Linked DNA regions of Sus scrofa: region 1 is linked to region 2. Evidence: chromatin contacts called from public Hi-C data. All regions are on one chromosome and are shown on one strand. The core of a region is the stretch at or near the end of the contact, and the rest is flanking DNA. Distances in the headings are between cores, read along the strand shown. Region 1 holds the start of RIPK4 (receptor-interacting serine/threonine-protein kinase 4). Region 2 holds the start of TMPRSS2 (transmembrane protease serine 2).

Evidence for each region. Hi-C and Micro-C count contacts between places; a contact is called where the count stands out from the background.
Region 1: a contact with region 2 is called in a Hi-C map of liver, with 2.7 times the contacts expected there. The contact joins the promoter of RIPK4 here to the promoter of TMPRSS2 in region 2. A contact is called at or near these places in 1 of 5 promoter capture datasets (liver) and 1 of 47 Hi-C or Micro-C datasets (liver).

Annotation. Positions count from the first base shown.
Region 1 is chr13:205,148,687-205,154,456 of Sscrofa11.1, forward strand. RIPK4 (receptor-interacting serine/threonine-protein kinase 4) reads right to left here and starts at 4,314. Exons shown (of 8, transcript XM_003132781.4): 1 at 4,074-4,314. The coding sequence starts at 4,255.
Region 2 is chr13:204,901,142-204,907,249 of Sscrofa11.1, forward strand. TMPRSS2 (transmembrane protease serine 2) reads right to left here and starts at 4,270. Exons shown (of 15, transcript XM_021071009.1): 1 at 4,249-4,270; 2 at 3,935-4,005; 3 at 761-989. The coding sequence starts at 3,949.

The DNA of each region.
Region 1 (5,770 bases), core at 3,064-5,563, 250 kb after region 2:
CACACACGCACATATGCACCCACGCACGCGCGTGCACACACACAGCAGCATCTGCAATTCAGTAAGCTTTTAAAAAGCTTCTGCTTCTTAAAATATACTTTTCCTCCAAGCAGGATTTCTGGTTTATGCTGACAACAACACAAAAAGAACTGGAGCTCGGTTGCCAGGATGACAATTGTTCCTTTAGGACCCGGAGGGATTTCCAAACCAGTCCCAGAGCCCAGGGGCAGGAGGGGGCCGGGGGGGCCCCCCGGGTCCTCAGGGTCGTGCCCCCATCGAATCCCATTCTACCGGGTCAGCGGTGGGGTCGGGGCCTCCCCGTCCTGGGATCTCCGTCTTCATTGGAACAACCTAAAAACGGTGACTGCGATGAGACACCATTCAACGGGGCTGGCGTCCTCTTCTCTCCCGTCATCACTTCTCTTTGGGGCGAGGGTGGCTAGCTCTCTCCCCAGCAGGAACGGGGGACACCCCCACCCTCCCGCCTTGGTCCGACCGGGAAAAGCTCTGGGCCCCGGCAGGCCCATGCCGTGGTTCAACTACTTAAGACAGTGTCCCAAGAGCGCTTAGATGGGCTCAGTTTCTCTTCTCCATTAGCCAAAGCGCGCTTCGGGGAGGGCAGCGGAGGCGGGAGAAACAGACGAGACAGCATCGCCAGATGGGTTATTCCTCAGAGACCCTTTCGGGAGAAGGGGTGAGATTCCCCTCCAGGCTCAGGCAGGAAGGCCAAGCCCAGCGGGTGGGGTGGGGAAGCTTTCTGGAGGCCCGAACCCCAGAGGGGGTCGAAAATGGGCAGAACGTGTGGGAAGAGAAAGGGATCTGGGCTGGGGGAGGGGGTCAGTAACAAAGAGCCCCTCAGAGGGAGCGACCTGGGCCCCCTCGGGGAAGAGGCAGCAGGAAAGAGGATTTAATCACCTGCTGGCAGAGGCAGAGGCCTCTCGGCCAGGCCTGCTCACTGCGCACCAGCCCAATTACCTTCCCAGGGAGCCTGCCGGGGTTCCCACACTTCTATTTTTAAAACTGACAAGAGCCAGGCTTGTCCGATTGCCGGCTCTGCACTTGCAAACCCGGGGTTTGCTCAGGCTCGCCCTGACGGGCCGCTGCCCATCATGCAGCAGCTGCCAGCGGCGCCCAGTTATCCTGGGCTTCCTCCCAGCTGGCGGCGGCGGGGGAGGGAAATGCTGGCAGAAGGGCCTCCGGAGCTGAATTCTCACCCAAACGGGGGTGCCCCCCACTAGACTCCGCCCTGGCCCTCACCATCCCCTAATGAGGGCCAGCAGGGGCGGCCTCACATCCCCAAATCCACCAGATGTGCCCATGAGGAGTGGGGGTGCAGATTGACAGGGCGTCACTTGTGAACCTCACCAAGGTGTCCCCCTGGGAACCTCAAGACAGGCCTGGGGCCTGGGAGCCCCCAACTGTCCCCACACAGAAGTACCAGCTCTCATGGCCTGGGGCAGCCTGCTGTTCCCAGGGACCCAGGTGGGTGCTGCGGATCAGGGGTGGGGCATGAAGACTGCAGCCAGGAGACCCCAGCCCGCCCGGAAGGAGAAGCAGCCTATGAACATGAGCCGGATCCACATCTGTACCTGTGGTGGGTCCCGTGTAGCCCGTGGAGGAAGCCCTGGGAATGAAAAGACCAGGCCTTGGTGGCGGGGGTGAGGGGTGCCAGCCTTCACACAGGTGAGATAAGATTTAGTTAGCCAGGAGGGGAACAGGGTTGGGGCTGCACCCAGGAACCCCAGGGAAACCCCATTCCCCACTCCAGGGAACACCGTGCAAGGAGAAGGGAGAGGGGGGGAGGCAGCTCATCAGAAGAACCCACATTTGGCAGCACGGGTGGCACCACTTCCAGGTCGAGATGCAACCCTGCAAGCCTGCGATGCAACCAGCTCCTCCTGCACCACAGAGGGAGGGACACACATGCCTAATGAGAACCTCAGACCAAAGAGAGTCAATTGCTTTGCAAAGGGCAGGGGTTCGACCATCTTCTCAGTCACAAAAATCAGCTACTGCCACTCCCGCCGAGGTCCAGCCTGCTCCACCCAAGTGCAAGCAGTGAACCTCTTCCTGGTGGGTGATGCTGACGCTGACCTTGCTGCCCAGTACATGCCACCACCTGCCTGGCTCAGGCAGGGCAGGAAAGCCTTCCAGTTAAAGGACAAAACGCTTTTCAATGGGCAATGCAGGACCCTAAGTGGGCTGCCTCAAGCAGAGAAACCCTATCTCCAACTGGGCCACCCAAGAAACAAGGTTGCTGGGAATAGCAGACTCTGAAGATGCAAGCTGATGAGTCAGCCTGGGCCCAGCCTGTTTACTAGGCTCTTCCAATACAAGATGCTGGTGTGAAAACCTTCGCTGATACAGAAACCTGGGCCAGAAAACTCGATCAGACAAATAAATGTCCCCAAGAGTGAAAAATACCCGCACGGCATGGCAGCTGGAGTCTCGTCTTTCAGGATCTAACGACTGGCGGGCACTCAAAAGTGGTTTGGATTTCATCAAAATAACCACAGCGCCCCTCCTGGCCTGAGAAGTTCTCTGGATCCCAGGCCCAGCTTCACAAGCATCTCACCTTTGAGTTAGTGATATTTATAGGACACTTATCACTGCTCTCTTGAAGTTTCCAAGAAACACTGGGTTTGAGGCTTAGAGCAAAGAGCCACCAATAGCTCTGCCATATCATCTCCTTGGCCAAGATGAAAACACAAAGCCACCAAGTACGGGGAGGGGGGACGGGGGGTTTCCTTCTATGGGGGATTGCAGGCGGTAACCTAGTCCAGCGACACACACAGCCACCCCTGGATAAGCATCACCACCATCCGAGGGCTGAAAAGCTGCAGTTTGGAGGCCCCATCACTCAAAAAGCATGGGATCAGAAACCCTGAGACAGCAAAGGCTATTCCGGGTTTAACAGGAGCCGCTTTTTCGTGTCTGTGTCTATTGGGGGCTGACCGCCTGAGGGAGCTTACAGAACACAAACAGCAAGTAACTTCCATGTAGAAGGCAAGCTTCACCAAAGGATAAGCCATTTAAATGCCCCCAGTTGAAGCCTGCAAATTATCAAAATGCAACCGCCAATGACGAACCTCCCCCCCGCCCCAAAAGAGCTCCTTTTCCAGACCCTCCTCCCACCCCCCAAATTATGCGCAGACCACACTCCACCGGCCAAGTTTAACTGGGGCAGCTCTGGGCCTTTCCAGGCGTCTTCACTAACTTGGGCAGGCCTGTTGTGGAAGGCCAGGCAGATGGGTCCCGGCTCTGAGGTCTTTAAACGGGTAAACCGGGGTCCAGGAGGGCACCGCCACCAAGCGGGTCAGTGCAAGCCCCCTCCCCAGAGGCTCGGCCTCGAAATTAAGACAGCTAAAACGAGAGCGCGCGGGCAGAAAGCGCCGGACCTTAGAAAAAGGCCCCCAGGCCGCCCGCAGGACCCCACCGCTAGGCCCACGCCAGGTAACGCCCACGCCCAAGTGCCCGGGCGCCGAGGAAGCCCGGCCAAGCCAAGCCAGGGCTTCCGACCGAAATAATTACCATCTTACACCAATTTGTGCTCCAAAGCAAATTACTAAGTACGTCGAACGGAGACTAACTCACTCACAAAGCCCAGATCCCCACACGGCAATTTTTCTAAGCAGGGCGCAGACCGCAGCACCGGGGTGGGTCCTGGGCGGGCCGGGCGCACCTCCGAGGGGCGCGGGTCCAAGGCCCGAGGTGGGCTCGCGACCCTGAAAATCCCGGGCTCACCGGAAGCCAGGTAACAATACTGGGCATTTGCATCTTCGGCAACGCGGCCCCCCGAGGTCCCCCGCAGGAGCCGCAGCCCGGGGCCGCGGTGTGAGCAATGAGACCCGGCGTCCCTCCGGCCGGGCAAGCGGCGCGGACACCGCCCGGAGCTCACGGGCTCGCCCGCCCGGCGCCTGGTCTCCCTCCCGAGGCTGCTCTGGAGGCGACTCAGGTGGAGAGAAAGAGAACGCCCGGCACTCCGGCACCCGGGCCCCCGCCGGCCGCTGCGAGGCCGGGCCCCGCTGCCTGCCGCCCGCTCCGGAGCCGCGGTCCCCGCCCGGGCCGCTGACCTGTCGTCGACGTGCAGGCTCGGCGAGCACTTGATGGCGAGCCAGGTCTTCCAGTGGACGTGGCGCACCTTGTACACCTGCCCGAAGCCGCCCGAGCCGACCTTCTCCCAGCCCGCGAACTCGCTCGCGTCGAAGGTGCGCAGCAGCCCCAGGGCCCACGGGCTCCGGCTCTCGCCCTCCATCGCGCGCGTCCAGCCGCCGCCCCGCGCCGCCGCGGCCGCCCAGGTGCCCAGGTGCGCGCCCCGCCCGCTGACGTCACGTCCGCCGAGCGCCCCGCCCTCCGCTGGCCCCGCCCCCCGGGCCCCGGGTTGGGGCGGAACGACCCACCGGCCGGTGAGGTCACAGCGCGCTCTCCCCCTGGTGCCCAGCGGGGGAAGAAGCGAGCGCCGCGCTCGGCTGGTGGCCTGCGAGTGTGCGTGCGTGCGGGCATGTGCATGTGTGTGTGTGTGTTTAGCTCACTGTAGAGTTATATGCAGTTGCAAAAAATAATGCACTCTGCCAAGGGTTGCCCCAGTGCTATCATTGCAAAACTGCAAAAGAAAGAAAAAAAGTAGATATTGACTTTGATGCAATCCACCGCTCTTTTTCAGATTTGCCCAATTTTATTTGTCCTTGTCAGCGAGTAATAAGGTGTATACAATGTTGTCACCTGTGTGGATTCGCGAATCTGCCGCTGGAGTCAATATACGGGGCATTAGATGGGCAAGAACCCCTCCTGTGGCCCTTTATAACCAAACTTCCAAGCCCTCCTCCCTCACCAACGTTTTCTCCGTTTCTAAAATGGTGTTATTTCAAAATACGGCACGTTTGCCACAGAAATCACAGAGCGTGGGAGCTTTTGGCCTTTTGCATTCAGCCCAACTCCCTTCACCTTTTCACACGGACGTTTCTACTTGGAAGGTAATTTTTTTTTTGAAAAATTACCCCAACATCAAATCTAAAGTGCATTCCAAAGACAGCGCAGGTTCCCACCCTTTCCTGGAGAACAGCCTCTCTTTACAAGGACAGGTCACTTGAAAAGGAAAGATGGTTTTCCACCAGCCGGGGTGGGGAGGAAATCCCAGCCGGAATGCACCCAGTTCTTGGAAAGATAACTGGGTCAGAGGTCAAGAAGTGTAACTGCGAACTTCCACGCCTAAAAAACACTCATTACCGTTCGACTGTGCAGTTTATTCTCAGCCAAATGAGATGAATAATGAGGACAGGATGGGGAGGCGAGAGGGGGTGTTTCAAAGACATCAACTGTATTTATGTGTGGTCACCAAAAGGGACAGGTTGGTCTTAGCCAGTGTATTGGAGCCTCAGACTTAGCTTTGTGTGTGTGTGTGTGTGTGTGTGTGTGTGTGTGTGTGTGTGTGCGCGCCCACACGCACGTGCACCTGGGGCATGTGGAGGTTCCCAGGCTAGGGGTTAAATCAGAGCTACAGCTGCCGGCCTACACCACAGCCACAGCCACAGCCACACAGGATCCGAGCTGCGTCTGCCACCTACACCACAGCTCACGGCAATGCCGGATCCTTATCCCACTGAGCAAGGCCAGGGATGGAACCCGCAACCTTGTGGTTCCTAGTTGGATTTGCGTCTGCTGTGCCATGACGGGAACCCGTCCTCAGACTTAGCTTTTATAGACCTTACTTTCCACTGGGCATATATAGTCTTGTTTTACAACCAGTAACTGACCCCCGTTCGCTCCCAGG
Region 2 (6,108 bases), core at 3,020-5,519:
AGCTTGGATCTGGAGCATTGCTGTGGCTGTGGTGTAGGCTGGCAGCTGCAGCTCTGATTCGACCTCTAGCCTGAGAACCTCCATATGCCGCAGGTATGGCCCTAAAAAGCAAAAAAAAAAAAAAAAAAGTTGGGAGGGGGTGCAAGAGGAAGGGTTCTGGCAGGAAAGGAGACAAAATGAAATGCAAAGGAAACAGATGGATGAGAGGTTAAGGCGATGCGCACAGAACATGGGGCGATGCCCCGTAGCCGGCTGCGGTCTGTCTGCAAGATCTGCAAGCCAAGTGGGCGACACCCCACCCACTTCCCTCACTGAACACAAAACTCTCATCCAGCACTTGAGCAGGATGTGCGGTGTCCAGTGAGTGGTGCTCAGAGAAGGGTTAGCGCGTTTATTCCTGCAAGGGTGCCTTACCATCTGTTCAAGATGGTCGGGCCCCAAACCACAGGCAGGAGGCACGTCAGAGACACCTGGCTGGAAAGATCACCATGGGGTGGGGGTGGGGGGTGCGGGGAGCTGGTCCAGGCCAAGCTGGTCCAGAAGCATGAATGGAAGATGAGGGTCTTGGCAGCCGAGTGGTCCCCAAAGGCTCTGGGCTGCAGGCGAGCCCCAGGGCCCCCAGCTTGGACACAGAGCTGCGGAGGGAGAGGCAGGCAGGGACAGGACATCCCCAGCAGACAGAGGCGAGCCGGCACCAGAGCTCAAGAGCGAAGGCAGACCCGGAACTCGGGTTAGAGAGAGAAACACAAAAAGGTCCTACTTGAAGAGCACATCGTCCTGGATCGGGGTTTGGGCTGCCTGCTGACGACGACGGCGGGTGTGGAAGCGTGCGTCTGCACCCTCGGGGCATACTGGGGGACCGAGGGCGGGTGGTACTGAGCCGGATACGCCCCATAGGGCCTGTGGGCCCCGGGGGGCTGCGGGGGGTAGACACTTTCAGGTTGGTATCCGTGGTTTTCATAGTAAGGCCCGACACCTGGCCGCGATCCCTAAACAAGGAAAGAAAGAGACGAATGACACAAAGTCAACTTACCCTAAAGACTAAATGCCCCATCACCCTCGGGCGAGATACTGGAACAGCATCGAGCTGTAGGCTCCTTTAGAGTCTCCTTAATTACGTCCAATACAAAACTCACCTGGAAGAAATACTAACCAGCATTTCCGATTAACTGGCAATTGTTTTTCTTTGGTTTGTTTCTTTACTCTTCTTCTTTTTTCTCTTTTTTGGTCACCCTACAGCCTATGGAGTTCCTGGGCCAGGGATGGAATCCCAGCCACAGCTGTGACCTAGGCCACAGCAGTGGCAACACTGGGTCCTTCACCCACTGTGCCGGCTGGGGAATCAAACCTGCAGCCAGCATTCCAGAGACACTGCGGATGGCTTTGCACCACAGCAGGAACTCCTACTATTCATTTTTTGAAATAGAGAAAATAGCCAATACTTAGATTTAGAAACAAACTAAAGAGGAGTTCCCGTAGTGGCTCAGCAGTAATGAACCCAACTGGTATCCATGAGGACACAGGTTTGATCCCTGGCCTCACTCAGGGGGTTAAGAATCCGGCGTTGCCGTGAGCTGTGGTGTAGGTCACAGACGTGGCTCGGATTCCGTGTTGCTGTGGCTGTGGTGTAGGCTGGCAGCTGCAGTTCTGATTGGACCCCTAGCCTGGGAACCTCCGTATGCTGTGGGTACGGCCCTAAAAAGAAAAAAAAAAAGGAAAAAGAAGTCTGGGAATGAGCCAATCCCCATCCCCTGAGAATGGGCTTGGAGTAAGGAACAAGGGTACCAGAATTACAAGGAGAAAAAATAACGCCTGACATTGGTGAACTCCTCTGCAAGAGGGTCTGTACCCCTGCCCTCTCTGAGGCCTGACCCTCACCCCTAAGATGCTCCAGCTATGACCGATAGACCCATTTTGCAGACAGGAACATAAGGGACAAAGATGAAGAGATCAAGGCGTTCCCTTGGTGGTTCAGTGATTAACGATTCTAACCAGCATCCACGAGGATGCAGGTTCGATCCCCGAGGCCTCACTCAATGGGTTAAGGATCCGGCATTGCCATGAGCTGTGTGGTGTAGGTCAAGGACGCGGTTTAGATCCTGCATTGCTGTGGCTGTGGCGCAGGCCAGCAGCTTAGCTCTGGTTTGACCCTTAGCCTGGGAACCTCCATATGCCATAGGTGCAGCCCTAAAAAAAGCAAAAAAAACCCAAAATCGACCTAAAGGATCTGCCACTGAGGGAGCCGCTGGCAGATGTGCTGCCATGAGCAGCTTTGTCCAGCACGGGCCTTAGTGCTCAGCGTGTGCCTTCTGCAGCCTGTCCCAGCGAATGGAATTTCTGGGGCACAGCGTTAACACACACCCAAAGGTGGAAGGAGCACCCTGCCACAGCATCTCGCTCTCAGCTCCATCCTTCCTTCGGCTGGTTTCTGTCTTAGAATGCCTTCCCCTCCCCCTCTGCCTACTTAAGAATTGCCCGCTGGGGCCTGGCCCTCAGGAGCCCACCTTCTGACACCACGGCCCCCCCAGCCCCCCTCCCCCCAGGCCCCAGCAGCCTGCGACCTTGCGCTGCTTTGCCCTCTTATCTGTGCATCCTCCGGGCAAATGTGTTCCCACTGAGTCATTTCTCCGCTGCTCTGGGTTGAGGAGAGCCCAGGGAGGACCAGCATCCTGAGCAGAAGCAATTCGGTGCTCCGAATTTTCAGCGGGGCCCCCAGGGCAGCGCGATTAGAAAGCAATGAGCCCAGGGCGAGTTTTAATAACTCACCAACCAACGGCTCTTTCAAAAGTCCAAAGATTACACTCTAAACCAGACCGGTCACAGAAGGAAAAAACAACATGTAATCTCTAATCTAAATGGGGAACCAGAGGCAAAAAAAAAAGAGGCACGGCCGGCCTCTGGCCTGTATCTGCAGCATCTAGGAACAGGCTGTCCTCCCCAGGAGAGCTGGGGCAAGAGCGCCAGTTTGTCCCTGTGAATTCCTGTTCCGGAGACTTGAAATTTTATTTTATTTTTTTACTTTTGTCTTTTTTAGGGCCGCACCCGCAGCCTATGGAAGGTCCCAGGCCAGGGGTCGATTCAGAGCTACAGCCTACACCACAGCCACAGCAACGCCAGCTTCAAGCCTCATCTGCAACCTACGCTATAGCTCATGGCAACGCCAGATCCATAACCCACTGCGCGAGGCCTGGGATCGAACCCACATCCTCATAGATACCAGTCAGAGTCTCAACCTGCTGAGCCACCATGGAACTCCCTGAAATTTTAAGAAGATTGAGTGAAAATAAGTACTACCCAATAAAGGGGTGGGGGCGGGGGTGCCAAGGTCTATTTTCCAGAAAGAGGAGAGAGGAAATTTTTGTTATGAACTACAGTTCTTTGCTAAAGGCACTTATTCCCAGGTATAAGACGATCGGTAAGGTGCCAGGGGGAATAAAGACATTTGTCTGCGTGTGAGGCGGGGGGTGGGGGTGGGGGGCAGTTCAGGGATAGACCCAGTGTCCCATTCTGTCACCACCTTTCCCAGCCTACCAGGAAGCGAGGCCCCGCTGTGCTCTGCCAGCTGGTGGTCCATCCCGCCCTCCTTCCCCCCAGGTCTCACTCCCTTGTACCACCATCCTGCCTCTATCTGTCACCGCACCCGCTCCTGTCCCCTGCCCCACCCCCACTTGGAGCAGGAAGAGAAGCAGCCCAGGGAAGAAGCCCATCACCCACACCACCCACCGCTCCGAGACTCCCAGCCGTGCACCTGTCATGGGGCTCCCTCCGCCCCGCTCCTGCTCACCCCTAACCCCAGGAACACCTTCGCAGCACCCACAGGACACATGCGTTCCCCATGGTGGCTCCTAAAATGCTGACCAACAGGTACCGCTGGAACTAACAGAAGGCACAGGGGACAGAGGAAAGGCCAGGGAGGTAATAATTAACCACCTACTGAGTTTAAAGCCATCCTGATTTTATCAGCAGCATCAGGTACAGGTAAGTATTTGGAACTTTCAAGTTGACCTAAAAGAAAGAATGACAAGACTGTAAAATTTCCATACCGGTGAGCTGGCAGAAGATGAATCAAGAAAGAACCAGAAGGCTCTCTGGGTGAGGGCCACTTTTCTCGGGAACCAGGGCGGCTCTGCCCGTGCCCCTTAGCCTTCGCTGCAGCGTCTTTTCCTGCAGCCGCTAGTCCCAAAGGAGCCTGGGCCCCGCTTGCCTGCAGCTTGAGTTCAGGGCTTCCCGCACCCACCCAGCACCCACCAGGAGGACCAGACTTTCCCAACGTCATCTTCACCAAACGCAAAGAGAAACGGGCACAGGGACCCCGAGGAAGGAGGGCAAAGCCTGGGGTCAGCTCCTGGCAATGCCATGTCCTGAGCTGTCACCAGACAAGTGGCCTCGCCGAGTCTCGTGCAGCAGCAGATGCAGGCATCACATGGGCTTGTTCAGGAGAGGATTTAACGCCAGACACAGGCAGACACCTCACGGGCCCGGTGGCAGGTGCGGGAGTGTGTGTGCGGTGAGACTCCTTGGGCAGCAGCCCACCCCACCTCTCCCTGGTGGAGCAGGTGCCCTAGAGCTTAGTACCCGAAGGCAGCCACACCGGACTTTCCAAATAAGCCACATGGAACCGCCCCCATCTTCACAAACACATAAGTTAAAAATTCCTTAAACCACATGCTTACCCCCCAGCCATGCCGCTCGCTCCCTCAGATCCAGGAGAGAAAGAAATTCACCACCTCGCTGGGGTTTCTAAAGTAATGACGCGGAAGCTCTGGGTCGCCTTGTTTTCTGACACGTGTGCACAGTTAACCGTAACATCTAGAAAGACTGGCCACGTGAAAAGTTGATTCTACATGACTCTCCCCATCCTGAGCAAACGAGGGCTTTTTCCACTGCTCCTGGCTGCCTTGAGATAACCACACAATGCTTCGAGAAACGGCCTTTACACGCATCCATGCGAAGGCTGGTGTCCCCAGACGAAAGCTTCGATCTGGACCCATCTGGGCTGCGACCTGACCAGATCAGGACGGAACAGCTTTCATCTGTTCAGTGCCTGGCACGAGGCAGGGGCTCGAACACAGCAGGCAGCACAGCACAGCTGCTAAGCCCATGACCTCTGCGACGCGACCGTGGGTGCAAGCCCCAGCTCAGTCACGCTCTAGCTGTGACCAGGGGCAAATCGGTTCCCATGTCCAGGCCCTGGTTTTCTTGTCTGCAAGGGAAGGATGCAGGGAAAGGAGTAACAGTACCACCCGCTACAGAGCTGCTGGGGGACTGAAACGAGGCAATGGTGAGGTTCTTAGTGCCTGGCACGCAGGAAGCGCTGCATACGTTTTTGTTAATAAAATGGTCATATATATAAAATAGATACGAACAAGGCCCTACTGTACAGCACAGGGATGGCTACCCAAGGTTCTGTAATAACCTACAAGGGAGAAAAGAATGGGTATGTGTGTGTAAACGTGAAACTGATTCACTGGGCTGTGCACCTGAATCTAATACATTGTCAATCAACTATACCCCAAGACGAAAGAATTTTTTAAGTGATCATAAAGCTGATAAATGGTGAACAGCCCCCAGAAGCAGGATGGGCCCGATTGGCAGCATTTGCAGATGTGTATCAGAAAAGTGTCCTCAAGAGACTAACACGAAATCCACCAGCTCTGAAAACCCAATGGGGCCAAATGCCGCACAGCCAGCTCCCTCCTGGCGCCGCCTCTCTGACCACCAAGCAAAATTATTATTTGATGCATTACACTTAAAAAAAAAAAACGCAAACACGAATTTGCTGTAAACACAAGTATGGCTGCTTAATCTTGGGAAACCTCGTGGAACAGGTCACAAGAAAAACACACCCAATGTGTATTTACCCTTCATGTAAAGAGATAAAATAAAAGAACCAGTTTGTACTGATAGCTTTGAGATTTTTTCTTAAGATTAAAAAAAAAAAAACAGAGTCAACCCCTTTCCGGGTACGAGGGAAGAAAACTGACAGCACACAGCAGCAAGGGAGCGGCGTTCTGAAAGCACACAACATTTAAGCCTTTGAGTGGGTGTGATTATCGCAATTTAATAACCTTTCCTACCGCTGCTCTGTAAAGAGAGAGGGATCCGGAC